Regions from separate parts of the Mus musculus genome. Here all the other regions are linked to region 1. The links are chromatin contacts, called in public HiChIP or PLAC-seq and promoter capture Hi-C maps. All regions are on one chromosome and are shown on one strand. Each heading gives the region's core, a stretch centred on a gene start, on an enhancer-like site or on the middle of the called end of the contact. The rest is flanking DNA. Distances are from core to core; before and after follow the strand shown. Region 1 holds the start of Tmem30b (transmembrane protein 30B). Region 2 holds the start of 4930447C04Rik (RIKEN cDNA 4930447C04 gene). Region 3 holds the start of Six6 (sine oculis-related homeobox 6). Region 4 has its middle 12 kb from the start of Gm40441.

Region 1 (3,280 bases), core at 694-3,193:
GCAGTCGGGTTTCTCAGGTTAAAACACTTGCCCCTGAGCCATGCAGACTGCTCTTGCGTTTTCAGATTTTTACACGGCGTCTTCTTAAGTTTGCTTTTACATTTAATGACGCACTTCTGCCCTGCAGATCTGCACTTTCCTAGACCTAGCAAGTTTTCTTGCTCATTCCACAAATTGCCAGCTTCCTTCCTATGTGTTTAGGACCAAACAGGAGCACTATGATTGCCACCGTTCACGGGAACAAATTATTACAGGTAAAACTGAATTCAGGTGAGTACTTCAGGCCCAACCTGGCTCAAGATTCCAATTCAAGGGCACAAGGATTCCAGAGAAGCTTGCTCATCCTGGCCTTACTGTGTCAGAACCTGAGGGGCCTGGTGCCTCGTCATCGACTTAAATCTTAACCAATATGCTTTCCCTGCTCCTCTGTGCCTCTGCGGGCAATCAGCGGGTATCATTTGCCATCCCAACACTTCCCCGCCCCATCTGATATCTCCCTCCCAGAAAGCGGAGGGAGGTGTGCCTAGAGGAAGGAACAAAAGTTTAGGCTCAAAATCGGGATCCTGGCTGTTGGTCTTAATGAGTTCCAATCCAGGAATCTTAAGGACCTGGCGTGTCAAGTCGGTAAGCCATGGAGAAGATGGGGAAAATGGCAAGATGTGTCACTCTGCAGTCCAGAACCTGAGAACAGTCCCGTGGCGGGTAATTCCCTTCACCAGGCCCATCTTCCACAACAGATCTGTGGGCCTGAAGTTGTGTTAGGAACAAAGGCCACCGCTAAAAGCGGCTTGGCCAAGAAGCAGGCAGGGTTTCTTGGGAAGCAGGATCACTCATCATCGTTGTCGTCGTCGTCCTGGTCCTGGTAGCGAATGTAGACGACCAGCATGACAAAGCCCATGACGATGCAGAGGGAGCCAACGACCAGGTAGGCGATGCCCAGGAAAGGGTTCTTGCCACCCATCCAAGAGATGTTGCTAAGAATGATGAGCTTGTGGCCGCCGAAGGCGCGCACCGGGTAGTTGTAGGTGATGTTGACACGGTAGGTGCCCCGGGGCAGACCGGCGGAGTAGTTGCCCTGGCGGATGCGCGCATAGAGCTTGCGGAACGTGGGCAGCGCCGCGGTGCGCATCCACACCACGAAGTCCTGGTTGATGAAGCCGGTGTTGTTGGGATCCGGGCTGAGCTCATAAACCGGCCGGTGCCAGTTGGGCGGCGGCGCCGTGCCGCGGAAGGCCAGCGCCAGGCTGCCGTTCACCAGCGGCGGGTTGCGGAACTTGACGTGGTAGTCGGTCCACCAGGCGATGGCGGTGCGATCGAGCGGCACCTCGACGAAGGGGTCCGAGGGCTGGCGCTGGTGCCAGAGCGAGAAGGAGTCGTTGAAGAGGCTGTTGGCGATGGCGCCGCACGGTGCGATAGGCAGACCGTCGGAGCGGAACTGGTAGGGGGCGCACTCGTTGGCCGGGTGGCGCAGCGCGCTGGCCAGGCCGCTGAGCTGCGCGTCGTCGCGGGACACGCCGTAGCGCCGGTTGTTCTGGTAGAAGTTGGACAGCTCGTAGTAGAGGTACACGGGGCCCGGGAAGAGCTCGGGCAGCGTAAAGCTCCAGGAGCAAGCGCAGCCGGGCGGCGGAGCGCGGCCCTGGCCCTTGGCGGCGCACACCGAGCAATCGCCGGTGCCGGGGTTGCCGGTGTAGTCGTACTCCAGCTCCTTGATGCCGTTGGAGGAGTAGAAGAGGCCCAGGCCCAGGCCGATGAACGCCAGGCCGGCGCAGAAGAAGAGCGGCAGCGCGATGCCCGCCGACAGCAGCGGCTGCCAGGCGGGGAGGCGCTGCTGAGTGAAGGCGGTGTTGTCGGGCTGGTGCGCGCCCCGCGCCGTGGCGCTCCAGGTCATGGCGGGGATCTCAGCCGGGGCCTGCGGCCGCCGACTCTCAACCCAGGATCAGCGGCGAGCCTCCCGCCTCCGCTCGCCTGCTCAGCTCGACGGCTGCTCCCCGGCCCCGCCCCCAGCCCGCCCGCCCGCGCAGGTGCGCCAGCCCCGCCCCCCACGCAGGTGAGGCCGATTGCGGGGCGCGCTGCCTCTGCCCCGGGACTGCTCAGTTCCGCCACCGCCCAGGTGACCTGGGACTGGCTCCGCCCCTGCATGGCGCCCTTCCCAGGTGAGCAGGGCGAGGCTCCTCACCACACCAGGCTCTGGCCCTTCGATCCTCCCTGTCTGACTCCTCCTCCTCTCTATTCCTCCTTCTCTCCCTCCTCCCACTTCTCCTCCCCTCCTCCTCCCAGCTCTCCCGCTCCTCCGTGGGCAAGTGATGGGCTCAGAGTGGGTCATCTCTTTGGTCAGGTTCCTGTCTCCTTCCACAGGGCCCGAGCAACTTTCCCCAGATCACAAGCCTGACTTAAACAAGAAAGTTCCACCCCAGAGCTTGCTCCAGGGTGGGGTTCTGTTGGCTTGATTATTTATTACCTCGTTAAGGCTGTTAATCCTCGTTATTTAAGGAAAAGGGTGAGTCTTAAGTAGGGTTTCACTTAGTTTTCAAGCACAAAATACAGTGCCCTGGGAGTTACATTGTGGTAGCTGTATCAATTTCAACGTGGAGTTCTTATTCTCCCCTTTTTATGTAAGGGGGGGATTAGTTCCTAGCCAAATGCTCCAGTCTGGTTTAATAACTACAAAAGGTGAAAAGTTCTGTAAAAATAAAATGATTTATTAAGAATCAATGACTGGGAGAGTTTGCAGCCTTTGAATGTCTTCTCTAGCTGGTGGGAGGAACCACCAATGAGAAAAAAAAATGCTGTGGCCTGAATGTGATGTTCTTTTCAGATCTTCTTGATTAGAGAAAGGCCCGACCCAAGGCCCTGGAGGGCCTCGCTGATATCCACAGCCAAGGACATTTGCGTGTTTGGTCCTAGTTGAACTAGAAGGATGTATAGGCTGTATGAAAACTCCAACCAGCCTGGGCCTTGGGGCTGGTTTGTTTGTTGTTTTTGTTTGTCTCGGGGTTGGTTAGAATACACAAGGGCACAGGGGGCTATGCATGGAATCTTCCTTAGGTACAGAAGTACACTCCTGCAGCTCATACAGTGTGAATAGCTTAAGTGCTTTCTCTGTTATTCGTGCATACCCGTTTATCCAAATCCAAAGAGACTTGGAAAACTAAGAGCTGTTGGAAATATTTTTAATGTTGTCTTCCAAGTCTTCAGCCCTGTGCCGAACAATGTAGAAGAAATGGCAATTAGGCCAAACTGGAATCTTAGTAGTCTAATAAGGCACTCTCCGGCTGTTATT
Region 2 (3,119 bases), core at 9-2,508, 630 kb before region 1:
ATAATACTGTTTCAATTATTCACTCCTAAAATAAATAGCTCATCATTACTCAAAAGAAAGACCCCCCTCTCATACATACAAGTTGCCCTAAGCAGTTTAATTATGCACTATGCTATATAAGATAAAACCAAAAGACTAAAATATTTATTTCATGCAAAACTACTTACTATTAATTCTTTGAATCGTATCTTCTTTAATACTTATGTCTTGCTCATACTGGAAAACTAAAAATAAACATTTGAGATTTTTCTTCATGGTTAAATGTCAAATGTTAATACAAATTACTATTTCTTCTTTATTTTCATTTTATACCTACCAAATTCCAACAAAAGCCTGTCCAAACTGACAAACAGATTATCATTCATCTTGGACACTGTGTAAAATAAATAATAAAACTTTCAGAAGCCATATATAAAAGAGCATACATAAAGTAAGAACCTTTCTAGTATAGCATTCTTAAAAGGAAAATGTAAGTGGATTAAGACATGGTGAGAAGGGAGTCTCTTCCAATTAGCTGCTGAATTCCCAGCCAGCGCTTCCAGAGCCCAGATAAACAACTGAGTGGATACCCAAAGGGCTCCGCAAGACGGAAAGTTCTAGAAGTTTTCCTTCGTGACTGCTGTTGAGTTTTTGAACGACTAGAACCCAGACATCTAGATTTCTTATGATCTATTCCAAAACTTATGCGTCAACTGTAGGGGAACTCTTAGCGCCCTTCGTGGAAGGGGCTCTAGAGAAATGGTGTAAGTTGACGAGTGACCGCCATGTGTTTTGTTTTCTTTTGCTTTTTAAGGTTTTCCACAGCTCTCAGTCCTAGCCCCGCCCGCCCCAGGCTGGTTTCGCATCCCCACTCCTGCATTCATGCCAGGAATCCGCCCAAGGGCATGGCCCCTTCCGCAGATGCTCCCCTCAGCGGAGGCCCTGGTCCCTGGCGCCAGGCCCTGGCACGTGGCTCTGTGGAGCGCGGCGGCCTCTTCAGACCTGCTGCCTTCTCCTCAGACCCGCTGCCCTCTCCTCAGACCCGCTGCCTCCTCCTCAGACCCGCTGCCTCCTCCTCAGACCCGCCGCCCTCTCCTCAGACCCGCCGCCCTCTCCTCAGACCCGCTGCCTCCTCCTCAGACCCGCCGCCTTCTCCTCAGACCCGCCGCCTTCTCCTCAGACCCGCTGCCTCCTCCTCAGACCCGCTGCCCTCTCCTCAGACCTGCTGCCTCCTCCTCAGACCCGCAGCTTTCTCCTCAGACCGCTCTTCCACCAGCGTCCCCTCCCCTCCCCGGCCCACCTAACAGGTCCCTACGGGTCCCCACGGGTCCCCGGACATCCGCTGGTCCCCGGGTCCCCAGGGCGGGGTTCTGGGAACACCACCAGACCTTCTGAGGTTTAAGAGTCTAAGCCCTTTGGCTGGGGCCTTGAGAGACCCCGCGCACCACGTGGTAGGCCACAGTTCTCGCGAGATCACATTGACGCGGGGTGGGGGGGGGGCGCTCCCCCAGGTGGAGCGGTCAAAAAAATCCCAAAATGGGTGCTGGATGCAGAAAGCGGTGCCAGAAGAAACGGCTGGCGTTCTTTTTTCTTTTGTCTTTTTTGGTTTTTCGAGACAGGGTTTCTCTGTGTAGCCCTGGCTGTCCTGGAACTCACTCTGTAGACCAGGCTGGCCTCGAATTTAGAGATCTGCCTGCCTCTGCCTCCCAAGTGCTGGAATCAAAGGTGTGCGCAACCACGCCCGGCAGGAACGGCTTTCTTCAGGCTAGTTTTCTTCAAACACTACCCTCGCCTCACTAACAAAATGGCTTGAAAATCAGCACTAAAATGGACATTAACACAAGAAAAACAAAATTTCTTTTTAAAACTACTGTCCCTAGGTAATTTATGCATTTGAACTTTGTGTATCCAAAGCGAACATACAGAAGGAAAAAAAAAATTCCCTAAATTGGGTCTATTTTTATTTTTTAATCGACTAGTAATGGGGACTGAACTGATTGAGCTATGCCATTTCTCAGTTCTATGTTTCTAATGGAAATGGTACTATTATCATCCTAACTCATCTCAACAAGTGTTGTCATAAATTAATTAAATTAAAAAAAAAGCATCCAGCATTTTTCTCAAATCTCTCAAATTACGCACACACACACATAATCAATTTTATTATAACCCGTTATATTACTCACTGGTATTAATGATACCAAACCATCAAGGCTAATAAGTTTTGATGATATAAGAGTTTAGAAATTTTATTCTTTTTTCTGTGTATGTGAGAATCTATTTTTCCAGGTTTACCAAAGTGTAACTTACAATTTATTTGTATATATTTACAATTTGTATATAGATACAAATTTGAATATATTTACAGTGTGTAACATAGAAACTTGAACGCATTAATGTATTCGCTGTCTATTGCTAAAATCTACGGACTACTAACTTTGTTCTAATGACATGTGTTTTGGCTCATACTTCCTGAGGTCCAAGGCTGAGGGGCCACATCTGGTGATAACTCTTTCGGCAATAAAGTCCCAACGCAGTGCAAGGCATCACACCACAAGATATCAATCAACCATGTGTACTGGGTCTCTTCTGGTCCCTCATCTTCTTTTTACAATCTATCAACATTCAGTTATGAAGGTCCCATTCTAGTGACTATATCTAATTCTAATCTCGCCCCAAAGTCCCCACTTCTGAACACTAGAGTTAGGGTAAATGCCTACTGCCTTAATATCTCAAAATGGGGATTAAATTCCAGCACCGGAAGCCTTGAGGGAAGCCATCCAAAGTATGCACAAGCCATAATAATTAGGAAAGACTGAAAAGAAATCAATTTATGAGCATACCCACCACCTCATACAATGATCATTTGTGTAGTTGGTGAGGTCACTTAAGACCTACTGTCTTACCAGGTGTCAAGTACAAAATACAGTATTGACTATGGTCACCATGGTGCATACTAGTTTTCCAGAATTTTTTCATCCTGCCTCACTGAAATTACATGCCCTCTGATTAAAACTCCACCCCCCCCATCTCCTATCTCCCCTAATCCTCAGCCACCTCTGAGCTGCCCTCTATTATTGCAACTTCTTTTTTTTTTTTTTCTTATAAAAAACAACATAGCTGGGCAGTGGTGGCACACG
Region 3 (3,138 bases), core at 263-2,762, 610 kb before region 1:
AGAACGAGCTTTACCCTGCACTCAGGCGTGGTGTGATCTGACCCGACACATCCAACCATCTGTGCTATCTATCTGCCTTCTGATTTACTCAATCTGTACAAGCCGCATACAACGTGTACTTGATACTAAAGAAAAGACAGCTAGCCCCAGTCCAATTCAGGGATGAACCTTGTCGTCTGATTTTTTTTGGGGGGGGGGCGGGGGGGGGCACCTATACCCAGTGTTTCCTTTCTACCAACTAATAAGCCCCGTCCATGGCTACATGAGATCGTGGTTTCCTCGACGGAAGCCCCAGAAAGCGGTATGATGTGGATGTCAATTGGGAATCAATAAATGTTGCCAATTCAATCTATTGGCCAGAAGGCAGAGTGCCAAAAAAGGCCCATGCTCTCTGCAGGAGGGGTCAGTGACCCGTGGCTCTGACCAATCTACCTTGCCACCTTAACTGCACGGCATTGTGGGATGCAGCCTGCACTTTATCTTGCTGGCACTTCTGATCTAAAAAAAAAAAAAAAAAAAAAAAAAAAAAAAAAAAAAAAAAAAAAAAAACCACACGGTTTCTATGTCCGCCCCAGGAGTTGTAAGTTCTAGACAGAGGCAAAATCAGCCTGCCATGAGAGAATCAAATCTGTTTTTAAAGGATCTTTGAAGTAGGCTTTTAAGTTGCTGTCTTGACCTAAGAATGGCTTCTCACTCTAGATGTGGCTGCTGCCCATTTGTTCAAGTCCACTGAACTGGAGAGAGGGGGTCTATGAAGGATAACTTTATTTAGTCAGAAGCCCCTACAGCTTGCATTTCTTGGAGTTAGACTCCGTGATTAGCACCTAGTTGTCAAATGGTGTGTGTGTGTGTGTGTGTGTCTGTGTGTGTCTGTGTGTGTCTGTGTGTCCTTGCCGCCATATAAAACAGTTCCAGGGACCTTTGAAGGGAGCAAAGTTAGAGTCCAAACTGACCTCTACTACAGATCTGTGGTTCTGTTCCTTCTGTTCCCGGCTTGCTTCCTATGCAGCTGGAAATGGTAAGCGGCAGACAGGCAGGAATGGGTGCCTGGGGAAAAAAAAAATGAGAGGATCCACTTCCCCTCCCTGTCCCTTTGGTGCATGCTCTTCCCGGGGGTGGGGGGTTGTCGCTTCCCTATGTTTAAACTTTCTCAAAGGGTTTGTTTCTCCCAGTCCTCTTTTGTCCTCTGGAGTCCTTTCGACCCCGGCATAGCATCGCTCCCAAAGTGAATTCCTGCAGCATCCTACCTCTCTGGTGGGAAAACAAGAGGGAGGGGCTGGACAGGGGGAGCCCGGAGGGTGAGACGCTGCGGATTTCGTGTGCGTTCCAGCCACTCCTACCTCTTTTTTCATTCTTCAGGTTCAGCAGTCTCCCCGGCAAACCGTGGGCGCTGTCGATTCTGGGGAGGTGCTGAAACGACCGGGGCGCTCTAGTCGCAGCCTTGATTGGCAGAGCAGCCTAGTGACTGACAGGGGGTCTCCATGGCGCCCGCGTCTCCAATCCGCCCACCCCAGTAGCGGCACGGTCTAGCTGGCTGGCTTTTCCTAGCTGAGCAAGCGCAGCCGAACCCAACCCACAGCTCTTCCAGGCGGGAAGGCTCCCCCCGACTCTGTAACCCCCAGCCGCACCCCGCTCGGCCCGCGGGCATCTGCTGCGTGTCCCACCCGGGGCGCCCGCGCAGCCTCGATGTTCCAGCTGCCCATTTTGAATTTCAGCCCCCAGCAAGTAGCCGGGGTATGTGAGACCCTGGAGGAAAGCGGCGACGTGGAGCGCCTAGGTCGCTTCCTATGGTCGCTGCCCGTGGCCCCAGCAGCTTGTGAAGCCCTTAACAAGAATGAGTCGGTGCTGCGAGCGAGAGCCATCGTGGCTTTCCACGGTGGCAACTACCGCGAGCTTTATCATATCCTGGAAAATCATAAGTTTACTAAGGAATCGCACGCCAAGCTGCAGGCGCTGTGGCTCGAAGCGCATTACCAGGAGGCAGAGAAGCTGCGTGGACGGCCCCTAGGGCCAGTAGACAAGTACCGAGTAAGGAAGAAGTTCCCGCTGCCGCGGACCATTTGGGATGGCGAACAGAAGACTCACTGCTTCAAGGAGCGCACGCGGCACCTGCTTCGAGAGTGGTACCTTCAGGACCCATATCCCAACCCCAGCAAAAAGCGAGAGCTCGCCCAGGCAACCGGACTGACCCCCACACAGGTGGGCAACTGGTTCAAAAACCGCAGACAAAGAGACCGGGCAGCTGCAGCCAAAAACAGGTCAGTACCAGCAGGCCTCTAGGCTTGGTGCACACCGGGATGGGGCGGGAGGAGGCATTCTTGGCCCTTACCTGGTGTCCAGGGACCCAAATTCAAAGGGAGCTGGGAATGCAGTCTGTCTTGGGTTTATGAGCCCACTGTGTTCTAGATTCCTATGCAGGCTCCTGGTTCCCCACCGTCCCCCCCCCCTGGTTCTTGGGGTTTTGGGGGTCACTGCAGCAGCTGATGTGGGTCACCAAACTAAAATGTCGCTGTAGTTAGGGAAACGGGGGCGGAGGGAGGGAGAAAGATTAAAAGCCCAGGATCAATCAGAAATCCAGAGGCCCAAAGCTAATTTTTACTAGCATGGACCCAGGCTCTCATCAAGTGAAGCCTATTTAGTTAGCTCTATTTTTAAATCCCGGCTGCATCCTTCCCTGATGCTCTGAAAAAGGTTTCAGTTTTCAGAGAGTCTCAGATTCTAAGAGGCAGAAAGACGTGTTTCCTCATGACAACTATCCTGTCTCCACCCAGCAAGCTAGTCGGCCTATGCTTTTCATTCGCCAGCTTTTGGAGCTTGCAACTCAGGCCCAAACTCTTCAAGCATCCTCTAGCCTCAGGCATGACCCATAGGGAGATGTAGTATTAGAAAAGGAATCTCGTATCCTGAAGCCTTATCTGTCCCGCTTTGCGCTGGAGGATTTCTGACAATCCTCCAGTAAATCTCCCAACATTTGGGTGACAAATGAGAAAGATCTGGGGAGGCTAAGGCGGAATTCATAGTGAGCTGAGAAACAAGGAGACAGACATACAGACAGACAGAGAGGGGCAACGGCAGGATTCCGCGAAAGAGCTGTGGTGCATCGGTCCAAACCCGGTCACTTCACCTTCCCCAGCTTGT
Region 4 (3,137 bases), core at 226-2,725, 710 kb before region 1:
TCTGTACTGTGAGACAGTTCAGTTGATTCAATAGACTCGGGTGATGTCATGAACATAAAAGTCATCTGAGCCTCAGGCTTTAGAGATTGACTGTCCCACCCAAAAATGACCTGGATTGCTTTCACAGCACTCCGAGGGGCCTGGCTGGAGGTCTGTGGCTTTGACACCTAGAAGAATTCCTCTCAAACTTTAAACTGTCTCACTCAGGAGTGGTGGCTCATACCTGCAATCCCTGTGCTTGGAAGGCTGAGGTGGGAGCAATACCTTGGGTTCAAGGTCAGCTTGAGCTACCTACTGAGTTCCAGGAGGCCAGTCTATGTTATAGACTGAGACCCTCTCTCTAAAATCGAAACAAAATTTAAAAACACAGGGGCTGCAGGGTGTCTAGAATGAGCCTCTGTTCCATTTGCTGTGTCTGAGCTATATAGGTCTGAGAGGCCACATTTCCTGAGGTCTCAGAATCGATGCTTGTGCAGTGTCTCCATGGGTCGCCCTGAGTAGCAAGGTCCTGGGTGATGTCAGATATCAGGCAGTTTAAAACGAGCGGTTCTAGCCGGGTGTGGTGGCGCACACCTTTAATCCCAGCACTTGGGGGGCAGAGGCAGGTGGATTTCTGAGTTCGAGGCCAGCCTGGTCTACAAAGTGAGTTCCAGGACAGCCAGGTATACAGAGAAACCCTGTCTCGAAAAAACCAAACAACCAAACAAACAAAAACAAAAACAAAAAACCCCAGAGGTTCCCTGATTAGGGAAAATGCTTACTTCTTCACATTAATGTTAATCAGAAGTTCAGGGTGTGTGGCTGAAGAAGAGAGACATGGCACATACTAATTAAAATCAAAACAAACCCTGAGTTAACAAATTCAGCTTTAAGCGGTGGAAGGAGCCTGCTTTCAAGTGTTCAGTTGTGTCCATGCTCTGCCAAGCTACAAGAAGAGAGTGAATTTATTTTATTTTATTTTATTTTATTATTTTTTTTTCCTCTAGTGATCTGCCCTTCGCGCGTTTGCCAGCAAGCACAAAGGCAGGAGGAAGCGATGCTTTAAATTCACATTATTTTAGCTGATATATCTGGAGCACGGTGATAAATTAATCATGACGGCCGGTCTGATTCACCATCGTACTGTAGCCCAATTTACACTTCGCATTTGCAGAACTGAAATGCGATGCATTAAAATGGTGCACACATCACAGATTTTTCTCTCCAGTGAACCCACGGAGGGAAGGGAGGAGCTTTGTGTCTGCTCCTGTAAGCACCTGCCTGTAGGCCCGGGCTCAGCCCCGCACCGGGAGCACCCAGGAGGCCGAGAGAGAAAGCACGCTGCGGGAAGCCTGCTTGCAACTGAGCGTCCTTTAAAACTGTCTTCTTGGCGGAATGGCCAAGGCCGGCTTGTTCACAGAGGAGGGGGCGCGGGGTGGTGTTACTAAACATAACAGATGGCAGCTGTCTGCAGCTATATAGGGCGCGCTGACAAATCCTCCTGGACGGCGGCGCGGCGCGGGGCTGCCGGGCGTGGGTGTCGCCTGCGGGGCTCAGGGCAGCGGTGGCTGGCTCCGGAGATCGCCAGGGCCAAGAAAGGAAGGGCGCGGTCTCTCCAAGGTCACCGCCTCGCTGCACCTGCGCCCCGATCTGGTCGGATGTGGCCGTGGGCTCCTGGGGACAGGTGATACCCCTTGGCAAATAGGTATCCACTACAGGAGGGCGTGGTGGTTAAGTGCCCAGTTCATGGCCACTCGGGAGGAAGCCTCACCTGGCCTGTGTGCTGGTGCTGTGTGAAATGAATGAATTTCCTACCATTTCCGGAATTTTTCGAGACACAGATCAAGAATCGGTAACTGTTCCAAGGCTTATTTTTTCTAGGATTCTGAGATTCTTGCAGATAGTGAAATTTTACAAAGTATAACGGGAGTTACTTTCAGAGCTATACATTTTAACATTTATTTTACATAACAGGAATGTTGAAATATCATACAAGTAAATAATACTGGGCAGCCTCTTGGCTGACAGGCTGTCGGGTTTGGCTTGGCAGGTGAGCCAAAAGAAAATTGAAGGCTCTGAGCCGGATCTAACAATACGTTGCTGTCATTATCGAGCTGCAAAGAGCATCAGAGACATAGGACAGGCATCAAGGTGCCACACTGCTATCTTGCAAATGATGGGAGCTGTCCAAAGAGAGGAACAGAGATTGCTGCCATCTGTGCGAAGGTTCTAGGTGTGTGACACGCTCTTCACGGAGCACTCCCTGCTGGCGGCATGACTGAGGGCGGGCAAGAGTCTCCTCTCAGCTCCTCGTCATCTGAAGAATGATGAGCACCACAGTCTATGCATCCTGCCACCTGTAACACGCCCCCTCCCCATTAAGTCCTCGCTACCTCCTTACCATCTTTGACTCCCAATGACATATTGAAATGACTTCCTTGTCTTTGCCATGGGATCTGAGAAACCTGTCCACTGATTCTCATAGAATAAAATTCTGCACATCGGATTCCCTTGCTTTGGGCTTGACAGCAAGCAGTTCACTGAGGCACCCTGGCTAAGTATTTCACCAGGTACTTGTTGAAGGGTGCTTGGGAAAGAGAGCCACAATGAATAAGCACACTCTCACAAGCCAAACCGTTGTTTGCTTTTTTTTTTTTTTCTTTCTTTTTTTTTTTTTTTTTTTTGTCCAGACAGTGTCTCACTAAGTAGCTCTGGCTGTACTGAAAATCACTTTGTAGACCAGGCTAGCCTCAAACTCACAGAGTCCTGGCTGTCTCTATCTCCTCAGTACTGAGATTAAAGGCCTGTGACGTAAAATAATACTTGAGTCAACTCTGTCATGAGCCTGTATGCTTTATAATATGGTATAAATATATACTTTAGAATCATATATTTATATATTTCTTTAATCTTTGTTATGCATAAAAAACACTGACTTTTAAAAATCCTTTTTACCATTGTTAAAGTTATGCCTGCAGTTACTCAGGAGTATACAGGTGAACTTCAAATATTTAAATAGTTAAGCATATTTTTAAGTGTGTGCAAAATATAGTTTATCAAACTAGTGTTGATAAAAATAACAGGATACAAACATGTTTTAAATTTTTATTTATGTACTTTTTTTTTCAGAGACAGAGACTCTTGTAGCACAGGCTAGC

Evidence for each region. Promoter capture Hi-C pulls out the DNA fragments that hold promoters and counts their contacts. HiChIP or PLAC-seq counts read pairs in DNA pulled down with a chosen protein or histone mark.
Region 2: an H3K4me3 HiChIP or PLAC-seq map of stem cell-derived neural progenitor cells shows a contact between it and region 1, with 4 times the contacts expected there. The contact joins the promoter of 4930447C04Rik here to the promoter of Tmem30b in region 1. A contact is called at or near these places in 1 of 39 promoter capture datasets (hippocampal neurons), 1 of 484 Hi-C or Micro-C datasets (cortical neurons) and 7 of 115 datasets of contacts at active chromatin or transcription factors (craniofacial prominence, embryonic limb bud, embryonic stem cells and 3 more).
Region 3: a contact with region 1 is called in a promoter capture Hi-C map of second pharyngeal arch cranial neural crest, with 7 times the contacts expected there. The contact joins the promoter of Six6 here to the promoter of Tmem30b in region 1. A contact is called at or near these places in 9 of 39 promoter capture datasets (the 3T3-L1 cell line, cranial neural crest, embryonic stem cells and 6 more), 2 of 484 Hi-C or Micro-C datasets (embryonic stem cells and nephron progenitors), 13 of 115 datasets of contacts at active chromatin or transcription factors (bone marrow-derived macrophages, craniofacial prominence, embryonic basal ganglia and 6 more) and 3 of 9 other capture datasets (adipose tissue, embryonic stem cells and macrophages).
Region 4: an H3K4me3 HiChIP or PLAC-seq map of forebrain shows a contact between it and region 1, with 6 times the contacts expected there. The contact joins the enhancer-like site here to the promoter of Tmem30b in region 1. A contact is called at or near these places in 16 of 39 promoter capture datasets (the 3T3-L1 cell line, 3T3-L1-derived adipocytes, the C10 cell line and 11 more), 1 of 15 datasets of contacts at CTCF or cohesin (the NIH/3T3 cell line), 47 of 484 Hi-C or Micro-C datasets (the 3T3-L1 cell line, 3T3-L1-derived adipocytes, the C2C12 cell line and 27 more), 23 of 115 datasets of contacts at active chromatin or transcription factors (T-cell acute lymphoblastic leukemia, acute myeloid leukemia, bone marrow-derived dendritic cells and 16 more) and 1 of 9 other capture datasets (embryonic stem cells).

Annotation. Positions count from the first base shown.
Region 1 is chr12:73,544,452-73,547,731 of GRCm38.p6, forward strand. Tmem30b (transmembrane protein 30B) reads right to left here and starts at 1,944. Exons shown (of 1, transcript NM_178715.3): 1 at 1-1,944. The coding sequence starts at 1,888. The coding sequence ends at 827.
Region 2 is chr12:72,916,507-72,919,625 of GRCm38.p6, forward strand. 4930447C04Rik (RIKEN cDNA 4930447C04 gene) reads right to left here and starts at 1,259. Exons shown (of 18, transcript NM_029444.2): 1 at 1,202-1,259; 2 at 317-373; 3 at 168-224. The coding sequence starts at 365.
Region 3 is chr12:72,938,370-72,941,507 of GRCm38.p6, forward strand. Six6 (sine oculis-related homeobox 6) reads left to right here and starts at 1,513. Exons shown (of 2, transcript NM_011384.5): 1 at 1,513-2,258. The coding sequence starts at 1,687.
Region 4 is chr12:72,830,571-72,833,707 of GRCm38.p6, forward strand. No RefSeq gene overlaps it. Among named protein-coding and RNA genes, the nearest start is that of Gm40441, 12 kb to the right of the region's middle. Within about 2 kb of position 1,476, at least 66 of the 459 cell types and tissues checked have an H3K27ac peak or open chromatin away from gene starts, as enhancers often do. A contact at or near this core is called in cerebellar granule neurons, cerebral cortex, cortical neurons and 5 more, where this site is marked.